2 separate regions of the Mus musculus genome follow, and region 2 is linked to region 1. A link is a contact called in public HiChIP or PLAC-seq data. All regions are on one chromosome and are shown on one strand. Each heading gives the region's core, a stretch centred on a gene start, on an enhancer-like site or on the middle of the called end of the contact. The rest is flanking DNA. Distances are from core to core; before and after follow the strand shown.

Evidence for each region. HiChIP or PLAC-seq counts read pairs in DNA pulled down with a chosen protein or histone mark.
Region 2: a contact with region 1 is called in an H3K27ac HiChIP or PLAC-seq map of embryonic stem cells, with 8 read pairs. The contact joins two enhancer-like sites. A contact is called at or near these places in 1 of 15 datasets of contacts at CTCF or cohesin (the NIH/3T3 cell line), 3 of 484 Hi-C or Micro-C datasets (bone marrow-derived macrophages and embryonic stem cells) and 17 of 115 datasets of contacts at active chromatin or transcription factors (the SCID.adh cell line, bone marrow-derived macrophages, craniofacial prominence and 11 more).

What each region holds. Positions count from the first base shown.
Region 1 is chr14:76,141,430-76,148,254 of GRCm38.p6, forward strand. No RefSeq gene overlaps it. Among named protein-coding and RNA genes, the nearest start is that of n-TEttc6, 7.9 kb to the right of the region's middle. Within about 2 kb of position 4,427, at least 18 of the 459 cell types and tissues checked have an H3K27ac peak or open chromatin away from gene starts, as enhancers often do. A contact at or near this core is called in embryonic stem cells, where this site is marked.
Region 2 is chr14:76,385,460-76,392,284 of GRCm38.p6, forward strand. No RefSeq gene overlaps it. Among named protein-coding and RNA genes, the nearest start is that of Gm41215, 15 kb to the left of the region's middle. Within about 2 kb of position 2,737, at least 8 of the 459 cell types and tissues checked have an H3K27ac peak or open chromatin away from gene starts, as enhancers often do. A contact at or near this core is called in embryonic stem cells, where this site is marked.

The sequences.
Region 1 (6,825 bases), core at 3,177-5,676:
TCCTGGCTGGCATCAAACTCAGTATGTGGCTGAGGCTCGTTCTCTGTTTCTGATCCTCCTGCATCCGCCTTCCAAGTGCTGGGAACACAGTCTGCACTTACTCAGTTCAACACTCTAGGTATCTTTTCTTAGTGTCAGCTGAGTTGCCACATATATGCATCTACCCACCTCAGCTTGTCATTTCCCTCTCCTGACCTCCTCTGATATTATTCCTGAGATTTTAGCTTCAGGTTAAGCTGTTACTTTGTTAAGACAAAGTTTCTCTAAGTATCCCTGGCTGTCCCAGCACTCCAAAGGCCAGGCTGGCCTTGAAACTCAAGAGAGATCTGCCTGCCTCTGCCTTCTGAGTTATGGGACTAAGAGTCCCATAATCAGGCCCTGCAATTTCTTACCTTTTGTGTGTTATAATTTGTATATTTATTATATATATAACAAATATATATAATATTTATTTTAATATTTTCTATTGGCCTTTTTTCTTTAGTTTTTTTTTCTCCTCTTTCCCCTCCTTCCTTCCCCTCTTTTCCTGTCCCTCTTCCTCCTCTTTGCCCTTGTTCCTTTTCCTTTCCACTCCGCACTAGTTTTCTAGTTTGTCACAACTTGTCTTCACATAATCAAGTTTCAGTCCTAATTCTTTTTTTTTTTTAAAGATTTATTTATTTATTATATGTAAGTACACTGTAGCTGTCTTCAGACACACCAGAAGAGGGCATCAGATCTCATTAAGGATGGTTGTGAGCCATCATGTGGTTGCTGGGATTTGAACTCATGACCTTCGAAAGAGCAGTCGACGCTCTTAACCGCTGAGCCATCTCTCCAGCCCGAGTCCTAATTCTTTAATCTTCATTTCAGGCTAAAATACTTTTCCTTCAGAATTTTGAAGGCAGTTTGCTGTCTGCTAGTTGCTTACTGTGTTCAGAATTGTTTGTCAGAACCAATCTCATTATTTATTCATTAATTTATTGTTTGATAAATTACCTGCTCTTCTGTCATGAAGACCTTTAGGGTTGGTGTGTGTACGCATGTGACAGGCGTCCTAACATTTCACCAGCATGTGTCCATTTATACGGGGTATTTGTGGTTTATACTGCTACCTCAGACCTTTCTTCTGGAAAATTGTATCTTTCATGAAACCAGGGCCTTTTCGTCCTAAGAACCAGGTTCTTGCTGGTCTTTAGCCCCCTCCTGCTCCAACCCACTGCTTGGCTTTGAAGAAGTTCTCTCTTCTTACTGCTGACTGATGCTAGCGTGGCCTTGAACTGCTTTGACTCCTGGTCTTCCCCGGCAAGTCCGAGGTGGTACCTTTTCTCATTTCTTGTCAGTTGGCTCAGCTTTATAGCGGGTTCTAACTACCTTACAGAGGAATTCCCCTGGAGAGCAAGCTCTATGCTAGATTGAAAGGCCACACTCCCAGAGCTAGGAACTGTAAATCTCACTCCCACCCCCACCCCAGAGAAGACTGAAGAGGTGGCTCAGTGGTTAAGAGCACTGTCTGCTCTTTCAGAAGTCCTGAGTTCAAATCCCAGCAACCATATGATGGCTCACAGCCATCTGCAATGGGATCTGATTCCCCCTTCTAATTTGTATGAAGAGCGCTCATATACATAAAATACATGAATACATTTTTAGAAGTCTGTTTCAAAGAATTAAGGGGTGCTCTGCGATGCTGATGCTATGTGCGCGTGGGGGGGGGGAGTCAATGGGAGGGATGTCGGGGTCCTGAGAAGTGAGAGGTTCTCACGTTCACCAGCATGTATATGAAGCACATATGCAGCCAAAACACTATACACATAAAAAATTAAGTTAAAAGAGAGGAAAGCCTGAGGGGGTACAGCTCTGTGGTACAGTGCTTGCCTATCTGAATATTTTTCTGCATATGTGTATGGCTGGTGTGTGTGTGTGTGTGTGCGAGTGCATTGCCTATGGAGGCCTGAGATTGGGACCAGGTAAGTTCCTCAGTCATTCCCCACTTTATTTACTGAGGTCGAGTCTCTTGCTGAACCCGGTTTTGGCATGCTCAGCTGGTCCAGCTAGACACCATGCCCCAGGGTCCTCCCAAGAGCCGGGGTTACAAGATCCAAGCCCAGATTTTTTTTATTCAGGTGCTGGGGACTGAACGTTGGTTATTACACTTGTACAGCAAATTCCCCATCTACCGGAATTGCTCCAGTGCCCAAACTAACCACAGGAAGAAATCAAGTGGGCAAAAAGTGAAGATGGCAGACACGCAAATAGACCTGTTCTGTGATGTTATCAGAAGACAGATGGTGGTCAAATTCCACAAAGCCATCGAGGGCCATCCCAAAACTGCCGAGTTACTCAGACCCAGATATTACATCCCTCACCTAGATAATTAAGGACATTGTGTCCGGATGTACCATGTACGTACAAGTGAAGCCCAATGGGAGGGAGAGATGTCCAGGAAGGACTCCACAGCCAAGGAAGCACTTCTGAGTAACACTGGAAATGTTCTCGGTGTTGGCACATCCCGTTCAGGCAGGGCAGTGAAGATCTGGAGAGACCACACTGATGACAGGACTGCCTAGTGGGGGCTGAATCTGCTGCCCTGTTTTCCCTAAGCCTCTGGGGAGTCCCCCTTCTGCAGTAGACAATGGCTACCTCATCCTTTCCAGGTATCTCTGACTTGTCTTGTATCTGTCTTTTATCCATTTCCCCAGCACCACGATTGCTCAGGGCAATCCTTTTGTTCTGTGTTTCCTCTACAGAGTCAAGGTTATCGTAAACCTTTTGAGCGATGTCCAATAATTGGGACCTATTCACACCCTCAAACCCTTCCAACTTCTTTATAGAGATAAAACCCATGGTTCCTGGGTATAAGTATTTGTTAGATTTCCATAGATACCTTCTCTGGATGGGTGGGAATCTATCCCAGGTGCACCCCATATTTGGAAGGTCCTTACAGACTCTGCAGCAGACCCAGAGGCCTGTGCATCTGAGTCTGCCCACAAGTTCCAGCCTGGCGACCTTGTAGGGGCAAAGAGGATCCTGACTCGGTGCCTAGAGCCAACATGGAAAGACCCATACCCCGTTCTCAGCACCCCTACTGCAGTGAAGGTCTCTAGTGTTCCCTACCACACCTAGCTAAAGGAGACAACACAGGTCAGTGATAGATGGGTTGTCACCAGGTCCTCTGACTTCCTAAAGACAAAACTAACACAGGCCTATGACAATGGTTCTCCTATTTTGTTTTCTCTGTCTCCTCATGGGAAAGGCTATTAATCCCCATAAGCCAACCAGTAAGGGGTAATTAGAGAAAGTTTAGCCATGGTCAGAAATAATCTTAAGAAATGAGAAAAAAAAGCCGGGTGTGGTGGCCCATGCCTTTAATCCCAGCATGAGGGAGGCAGGTGGCAGGCGGATTTCTGAGTTCGAGGCCAGCCTGGTCTACAAAGTGAGTTCCAGGACAGCCAGAGCTATACAGAAAAACCCTGTCTCGAAAAAAAAAAAAGAAAGGAAGGAAGGAAGGAAGGAAGGAAGGGAGGAAGGAAGAAAGGAAGAAATGAGAAAAAAGACATCAAGAATCTGACAACTGGTACCATAGCAGGCAAGCTGTGAATCTCAGCAGCTGCCCAGAGAAGAAGGAAGAAAGAACCATACTGTTTGTAAGCAACCACTTAGCAGGAAAGGGACAAGGAGACGGTCAGAGGAAGAGTCAAAAACACACTTAGATTCTGGCCAGCAGACAGAAGAAACAGAAAGAAAAAGGAAAAGTTACAAATATTTAAGTCAGTCTTCATAGCTAACTTCACCAGGGTGAGTTTTCTGGGAAGGAGAAATACATTAAATCATTAAAGGAATAATTATTCCTTCCATGCCTTTACCATGGCTAAAGATGAAACTGGCTCCCTGCGGTATGGTATCTTAGCCTGCTGAGTGAACTACTCAACTGGATAAATACTTACAAATAGGGTTGCTTGTGATGTTAGGGTATACCCAAGCTAGAGAGCTAGCTCTCCTTAACTGGCCTCTACAGACCCCTTATCAGGGTTTCCATAACCTTCTTCTCTCTGAAGAGGTGCAACAGTCACAGGAGAAAATGGGAACTGAACTGAAATTAAGAAATAGATACAGTCCACTGTTACCAAGGACCTAGAGATTCAGTTTTGGCCACTAGAAGGGTTAGAAGCAATGAGGTAAGGTATGACTGGAATTTTGGTCACACCCTTGAGTAGCACCCTCTAGGCAAGGGTGTTCATTTAGAAGATGAGAAACCAGAACTCCCTTCTGGGATTTTGCTGGAGAACCAAGGACATTCCTGGTCCTTCTGATTCCCAGGTCTCTACCCCCACTGCCCCCATCTTCCTAATCAGCTTATAATTCCTTTTCTCATCAAAGCAGGAGTGCAGAGTTCTGAAGAGCCATTGGGATCTGTGGCTGAGAGTTCATGGGACTGAGAGATGGATTTACACCGAGCTGCACAATTCACATTGCACCAGAGATACAAAGGCATCAATAGCTGGCTTAACCATGTTCTCATTCCAGTGATTTCTCACGCTCATCTGCAGATGTTTTAGCTCAGATTTTAGTCTTAGTGCCCTTTGTTCTTGAAAAAAAAATTTTTGCTCATAATAGTAAGTACTGCCAAAAGGTGATAAGGTAAGGCGTGTGTGGAGAGGGATCTCTGTCTTTACAAAGATAGGACGGAAAAGCTGGTAAGACGTCATCTTCGAGATGAACATCAGGGTGTAGCTCTGCGCATTCCTTATAAAATTAGCAAGCCAGATGGACACGTTGTTAAAGTTCCTGTTAAATATTTATGTTTGTGCCCAGAGACTAATGTAGCTTCAGCCTTACTCAGAGAAGCCTCTTTTCACAGTGGGCAGGTCACAGTGGGACTCAGGACCGCTTAAAGTGCGGAAGATAAGAAACTGCTAAATGCTCTGCCCCAACAGGGCATCAACCTCCCCCACTGCGAGGCCCAGGGAACTTTGGGGAAGGAGGTAAAAGAGTTGTGGGAGGTAAAGGTTGAGGGAGGGGAGTGCGGCGGGGTGCAGTCTTCTGGACACAACAGGGAGGTTGCAGTGGTGAACACACAGCGGTCATAACTGCCTGCATGGGAAGACTGGGAGGGAGGGAGGGAGGGAGGGAGGGAAAAAGGCTGGAGAGATGGATGGTTGCTCTTCCAAAGGGTTCAGTTTCCAGCAGCCATGTGATGCCCCTTGTATCTCTAATTTCCGGGAACTGATACCCTCTTCTAACCTCTTGGGCACCGGCACACATGTGGTAAACATACATACATGCGAGCAAAACACACATAAATCTGAGAAAAACATTTCTAAAGGAAGGAAGATGGGAGAAAGAGGAGGCCTAGTTGGTAAGAGGAGGTTGGGAGAGGTAGGGAGGTAAGGGGGTGTTGCCGTGAGAGTGGAACAAAGTACATTGTATACAAGTATGATGTTGTCAACCTTTTTAAATTAAGTTTAAAAACTGGGAGGTTATTTATATCAACTGAAAATGGAGTGGCAAACATGCTAAGCTATCATTTTTCCCAGAGATGGTGAAATGTTTTCAAATTCTTGTGTCAAATTGACAAGCAAGCCTATGTGTTTTCTCTGTTTGCGGGGCTGTGTTTGACGCATGCTACTGTTTGCCCCAGCCAAAGCTTGCCATGATCTCACTTTCATTCGGAATATTGTTATGATTTGAATCACTGTATTGCTCATTTGGCTTTCACTTTGAAGACTCATGTTTAGCTCCTTAAGTAACTGGTTAAAGCCACCAAAATGCTAAGCCCCTGAGGCAGCGTTCATCATCAAGTTCTGGCGTGGATTTTTGTTGTTACCATAAATTTTATACTTAGTAGTATCAAATTTCAACATGTGACCTCAACTCAGCACAAGCCCTTTTAGGACGTCCCTGGCTTGGCAAGGTTTATTCTCTTGGTCCCTGAAGTAGTCATGGTCGTGACGGTGATTTGCATGATGTTAACCATTTTGAACTCTATGGTGCTTAGATGTTACTCATGTTCTTCTATACAATGATACTTCATTCAGTGTGAGTTTGGGGCATCAATTGCACCATCTTCCATTAGGTTTCTGAGTCCACCATCAGTAACTGGACCAAATACGTAGACAACAGACAACGACAAGCACCTGAGCTTGTATCCGTGCTGCTTCCTATAGATCGCATGGAGCCATCTCCAGTGGCATCGTGGTCATCAGCAATACCACCAGTGGAGACGGCAGATGAAGCCAGTGTTTGTAGTATTCACGCTGCCATCCATCACCAAAGATTCCACTGAAAACGAATGGTTCTGCTCTCCAAACTTCTTTGGATAGATTTTCCCAGATTCTTTCATTCGTTTGGCTGTTGTCTGGTGAGACAAACCCATTATAGAAACATATCCCTTCCCTCCCCAAGGCATATTATACCTGTCTACCCTTCTGTCTGTATATTGCTTAATAAATTTGCTATCAGTAAATGGATTTTTTTGCCATCAGATATGCCCCTACATAAATAGTGTTTACAGTGGAACCCATCTCAGTTTTAATTTTTTAAAAATTGGGGAAGAGGGTTGAGTTTAGAGGCTAAGAATGAACATTTGCTGATCTTCCAGAGGGTTCAAGTTTAGTTCCCAGGATGCAGGCTAGGCCAGGCAGTTCACTGTAACTCCCACTCCAGAGTACCTGGCCTCCCTGCTCATGTGACACAAAGTCACACATAGATACAGATACATATAAACCTTTAGGAAACAAACACAATGTTGTGTTGCACAATGTTTTGTTGTTGTTTCTCAGCTCTGCTCTGTTGTCTTGTATATATGCCTTTCCAGTCAGTCTGCTACAATCACACACATTCCCACAG
Region 2 (6,825 bases), core at 1,487-3,986, 240 kb after region 1:
GCACACTCTCTGAAAGTAATGAGACTAGAAAGGGCAGCATGAGAGAGGAGGCAGAGATCTTATGGTGGAGAACAAAACAGACAGTGGGGAATACGTGAAAGCAGAAGGGGGGCATCCAATCATGGGCACAAAGAATGGGAGAGGAGTATTGGGAAGGAGGACTGAAAAGAACAAAGTATGTATGAAATGCCATAACCAAGCACATTGCTTTGTGTGCCAACTTAAAAATTGCTAAAAAACAAAAACAAACAAACAAAAACCTTAAAATATATATATCCAGGAAGTCTTAAGTGTCATGTTAGAAGCCAATGACCTGAAATTCAGGGGCTAATTTACTTTCTTTTTCAGGATCATGCTTTCTTATTATCTTCCCAGTGTGATGCAGAAGGTACCTCAACAAAATCAGGAGACTAGGAAAACTCTTGCAGCACATTCAGTGAGGAGACCAAGAGAATCTTTGTAGAGAAATCTGTCTAGCAGAAGAGGCAAAGCCTAAATACAGAGGAAACAGAGGCTCCCTGTGTCTGACAGGGCTCCTGTGTGTGTGTGTATGTATATGTATATATATGCCTCTCCATATGTGTAATATATGTAATATATATAATATATATATATACACACACACAGATACACAGGCACACAGAGAGACAGAGACAAGAGTCCATGAGTTAGTTATTCATTTGTATAATTGTGACACCTAGAGAATCTTAGCCCTATATAGTCGATGAGGAAGCTAGAGATGGGGGTAGGGCAAGAGAGGATGTCTGAAATTTGTAGGGCAAGTCAGCAGGCTGGAAACTGAGGCAGTGCTTCCTTCTTATACAGAGGCAGAATTCCTTTTCTCTGGGAAGCCTACTTACTTGTTTGCTGGTGGATATATGTGTGCATGTATTTTGCTTTTATATACTGTACATGACAATTGCATGTGTAAAATACATTCACCGCAATGCCTGGTCTGGTGTAAAAGCGAACAAATGAACTCTACAGCACAGGACATTAGGTTTCGCACTCCCCTATGAAAATGGGCAGCAAAGTCCTCCCAACACCAAAGCTGGCATCAATCAGCAAAGGCCCAGCTGACACCCTGACCTCCTGGCCAGCCTTGCAAACATCCCATACCAAAGCACAAAGGCTTTGGAGGAAAGATACGGGGATGAATAAAAGACCAATTCAGGCAGCAGCAAGTGGCTAATAAAGTAAGTGAAAGTCCTCATGGAGACCAGAGGAGATGCATCCATCAGTCATGAAACTAGAAGGCAAAATGGCCCCAGGCAGAGAAGGAGCTCTTGGCAACTACACATTGGGTATTACACATATGAAACCATGAATGGCACCCCAATTAAACAAAGAGGGGAAGACTCCCAAGAAAAGCCAGGAGCTACAGATGGAAAACAGATCCACCAGCCTAAGAGCTGGTCTGGGAAGGACGGGCACTATCTGAATAAGATCCCCTCTGACGTGGTACAGAGGAGCACACAGGAATCCAGCACCCTGCCTAGCTCAGGTGAGTTCAAGGCCAGCCTAGGTTACAAAGCAAGAGCCTGAGGGGAGGGAGGGAGAGAAAGAATGGGGAGGGAAGAGAGGAAGGGAGATAAGGGGAGGTGGGGTGGGGGTGGGGAATAGGGAGGAAGGAGAGAGTGATTTCTAGAAAGAGAACAGATAAAATGGAGGGAATGGAGAAGAGAAAATTATCAAAAGTAATAAAGGCTTTAAACATCATGAATTTCTCAATTCAAAAGATTTATAAAGTTCCAAGCTCAGAAGATATGTATCAGAACCATGCCATTTCATCATTTAAGAAACTGAAGATAAAATGAAAAAGTTTTGAGTGAGCAGGGAGGGTAGATTATACTTGTCTCTCAGGACCTGCAAGGATGCCTAAATTCCTTACAGAAAAGACAGTGCTTGCATGTCGCATATTCATCCTCTCTCACATACTTGAACTCATTTCTAAATGCACAAACTACCCACTACAGTGTGATATAAACAGGTTTGCACTGTGTTATTGGAGGGGTAGAGACACAGATGATTTTCTCCATATTTTCTTTTTCTTTTTGGGTGGTAGTGAGTGGAATGAGACAGAGTCCCTTCACATAGCCCTCATTGTCCCAGAACTCACTGTACAGACCAGGATGGTCTCAAAATCACAAAGATCCGCCTGCCTATGCCTCTGCCTCTGCCTTCCCAGTGCCACCATACACAGCTTTTGTGAATATTTTCTATCTTAGGATGATTGACTTCACAGACGTGAAACCTTGGATGTGGAGGACTGACCGTGTCTGTAAGTCAAGAATTGATTGACTTCCTCATTAGTAGGGTACAACAATGTCTTCTGAGAAAAAAAAATTTCATCTGGAATTCAATTCTCAATCAAACCTAACTAAATTTAAGAGTAGAAGATGGACTTTTCATAAATGATGTTCACCCCAAACCTTTCCCATGCCTCTTTTCTCAGTAAAAAATGAACACAGTAAGGTTCCTCCAAAAGAAGTAATGGAAAAAGAGGAGGGCAGGACGTTTGGTGATTGACAGATGCAGGGAACAAAAGCCCCGGAATACTAAGCAGGATGCTATAGGGGATTCCAGACTATACCTGCATTAGACAAAAATTGTCGGTCCAAACTGCATGACCTTGGAGATTCTAGAGAAGAGGCCTCAAGGTAGAGGACTCAGAGTAAGTCTAAACGTAGTGTGGTTTGAATAAGAATGGCCCCTGTGTGCCATTTGAATGCTTAGACATTAGGGAGTGGCACTATCTGAAAGGATTAGGAGGCGTGGCCTTGCTTGGAGGAGGTGTGTCGCGGGGTAAACTTTGAGTTTTCAAAAGTCCAAATCCAAGCCAAATCTAATCTCTCTCCCTCTCTCTCCCACTCTCCCTCCCTTTCCCCTCCCTACCTCCCCTCCCTCCCTCTCTCGGTGCCTGCAAATAAGGAAGTAACTCTCAACTGTTTCAGCGCTCTCCATGCCTTTTGCTATGCCCCTCCCCCCACCCCATGATGATACTGTACCAAGCTTCTGAAATTGTAAGCAAGCTCCCAGTTAAATGGGTTTTTTTGTTTTTCTTTTTTGTTATAAGAGTTACTGTAGCTCTGGTGTCTCTTCATAAGTAATAGAACACTGACAAAAACAAATAGTAAGAGATGTGTTATCTCTTGGGCATGGTTTGGGGATAGAAAACTGACGACAAAGTTTTAAAAAGCAAGAAAATCATTAAATCCAAGAAAAGTAAAAGGGAAAGGGAAAAGTAATAGTGTTGATCCGAATGACTGGCTAAATAATGGATATTTACTGCCAAGATAATACAAATATTATTTAACAGGATTAATATTTATGTGAAAGATGCTGCTTGTGGTGAGAATAGGAAATGAAACCTAGATCATTATCATGGGTTATGGAAATTGATAATGCTCTGGTTTGTTTTCTGTTGTTACAATAAGATAGCAGTTGAAAGCAACTTGGAGAGGAAGGAATTTACTTCAGCTTACAAGTTATAGTTCATTATCAGGGAAGCCAAGGCAGGAAATCAAAGCAGAAACTAAAGCAGAGACCATGGAGGAATGGTTTGCTCTCCATGGCTTGCTCGTTGGCTTTCTTGTGCAACCCAGGGCCATATGTCCAAGGAGCAGCATCAGCCATCAATCAAGAAAGCACCCTATACATTTGCTACAGGCAAATCTGATGGATGCGTTTTCTCAGCTGATGTTCCCTCTTCCCAGATGACCTGAACTCCTGACAAGTTGACCAAAACAAAACAAAACAAAACAACAAACAACAAAAAAACAGAAGCAGCACAGATCATATATACTATTGTAAAATCAGGAAATGGTGATCAAGAAACCAAGACTTGGAGATGGTTAATAATGATAATTTAAAAGGTAAGAATGTTTGCCTTTGGGCTAAAAAAAATTAGTGATAGGGAGAGGACTATGATTTACATAATCGTTTATCTTTTTTCCCATATTCAATTTTGACAAAACAAAAACAAGAAAAAACAAAAATAATTTCCCCAAAATAGTAGGATAAAACCCAGATTCCTAACTGACTAGGAACTCAGTTCATCGAGTCATACTGACTTTATTCTACTATGAGCTTTATAACTTATAAGCTTTAACATTGGACAGGTTGCTCTAGCTCTCCAAACTCTGAATAAGGGACTGTGGTGGTTTGAATATAATTGGCCCATGGGAAGTGGCACGATTAGGCATTATGGCCTTGTTGGAGAAAGTGTGTAACTCTGTAGGTGGGCTTTGAGGTCTACTAGTGCTCACTCCACCCAGTGTGGAAAAGACCCTCTTCCAGGCTGTCTTCCGATCAAGATGTGGAACTCTCAGCTCTTCCAGCACCATGCCTGCCTGGACACTGCCATGCTTCCCACCATGATGATAATGGACTGAAACTCTGAAACTGTAAGCCAGCCCCAGTGAAATGTTTTCTTTATAAGAGTTACCTTGGGGCTGGTGAGATGGCTCAGCTGGTAAGAGCACTGACTGCTCTTCCAAAGGTCCTGAGTTCAAATCCCAGCAACCACATGGTGGCTCACAACCATCTGTATAGATACAGTGTACTCATATACATAAAGTAAATAAATAGATAAATAAATAAATAAATAAATAAATCTTTAAAAAAAAGTTACCTTGGTTGTGGGGTCCCTTCACTTCAATGAAACCCTGACTATGACGGAAGTGACAACGGTTTCCATGGTTACTGTGCAGCAGCCCTGCTTATGAAGGATAAAGAAAGAACACAAGGGGAGACTAAGCAGTGCCTAACACACAGTGTAGCTTGCAGCTTCTCCCAGAGCTCCATTTGTTATCAGCCTGATGATAAGGCTCTTGGTAATCTCTCTTCAACCCGTTCTGACGTCATGTCTTATAATTTTACCCGACTAACTCCATGCTTGGTGCAGGCAAAGCCTGGAACTTTCTGAAATATAACTTTGTCTCTAGGATTGCTTGCTCAATCGTTGGCTTTCTCACTGACAGAACTGTTTTGGTTGAAACGGCAATGAAAGTGAAACAGGTTGTATTAAAATGACTGATACTTGTAACTACAAGGTTGGAGCTCAAGATGTATTTCTTCAGGTTAAAAGTTGATAAGAGTCCTATTTTTATTCAAGACATGTCTGTCTTACCATTGCCTGAATTTTCTGTGTGTGTGTGGTTTGAATGAGAGTGGCTCCCATAGGCTCATAGATTTGAATACTTGGTCTCTACTTGCTGGAACTGTTTGGGAAGGACTAGAGGGTGTGGCCTTGTTGGAGGAAGTGTGCCACAGAGGTTAGGCTTTGAAGTTCCAAAAGATGTGGGTCATGCCCAACCTCTCACCTCTCTCTCTGTCTCTCTGCCCACCCCTGTCCACTCATCCCTCCTTCCTTGCCTCCCTGTTTCCCTCCCTCCCTCATGGCTGTCTCAAGATGTGAGCTCTCAGCTACTTCTCAGGCATCGTGCCTACCTGTCTGCTGCCATTCTTCCTTCCATGATGGTCATGGACTCTAACCCTCTAACACTGTAAGCCCTAATGTGCACTTTCTTCTACGTTGTCCTAGCCATGGTGTTTGTCACAGGAATAGAGAAGTAGTTAAGACAGTTTGGTTCTGGTTTGAAATGTTTGTTGTTGTGTCTGGGACTTGAGCTTGACACCTTCACATCTGAGGAAATGAAGTCAGGGAAGCAGGAAGGGTTGGATTTTTGAAAGGTAGACAGTGCTAGAATGATTTTGCCATGTAAGCACAAACTACTCCTTGCCACCCTACATAGTCCTGTCTCATCCCCCACCACCACTCTTGGTTGGGAGCAATTTGTTTTATAAACCAGAGGAATGGTAGGTCAGCCATACTCCAGAGAGTAGTTAGGTAACACCCACTGGACTGGACAGGAAGGGAGGGAAGAGTAAGACTCAAAGAGCGGTGAGAGAGGAGAGGATGGTTCTGGGAGGAGTTGTGTGTGCACATGTATGTGAATATAATCAAAATATGATCTGTGAAATTCTCAAAGATAAAATGATTTCTAAATAAAATAAGATTAAAGGTTACACTAATAAAATTATACTAATTTTCCCAGTTTATATTGTCAGTTTCATAATCACTTTAACTTCATAGCCTTTGATAAACATCGTCTTAGGAGATGTACTCACTTGTCTGTTTTTTGTCTCACTCTTTAAAATGTCTGGTTTCAGCCAGGCAGTGGTGACATAAGCATTTGGGAGGTAGAAGTTGGCAGATCTCTGAGTTCAAGGCCTGCATGATCTACAGACCTAGTTCGAGGGCAGCCAGGGTTACATACAGAGTAACCCTGTCTTGAGAGACCAAAAAAAAAAAAAATCTCTTTTGTGTAATAGAGCAAGGACAAAGTAATATAGGAATAGTGTTATCCATTATTGCTTTAAATAATCATAAGATTCCATAATTTTATGAATTTAATAGTTTGATTTTTTTTTTTTTAAGATTTAAAGAAGATCCCACTTTTTTTCTTCTGTCACCTGTACCTGAGTTCAGGTACTCTCTAGGGTCTGTGCAGATTAACTAGTGTGGTCTCATTCATTATCGTTGCCAGCAGAATCTGACTGCTCTCTTGATACTTTGCACATTCTTAAGTCATTGTTATAAGTTGTACATTTATAAGTGTGAAAACTTTCCCCATAGGGTAAATAATTGATGAAGAGTTGTACCATTTGAGCTGAACTGATTTATTTTTAGATAACAATAAAATGAGAGATGAGAGCATTTTAATTCAAAATAGAAAAATTGGCGCTCCTCCAATGACAGGAAATTCACTTGACCCCTGCTAGGCCTGAGTAAGAGAGACATAAACCTCTTAGGCATACTTT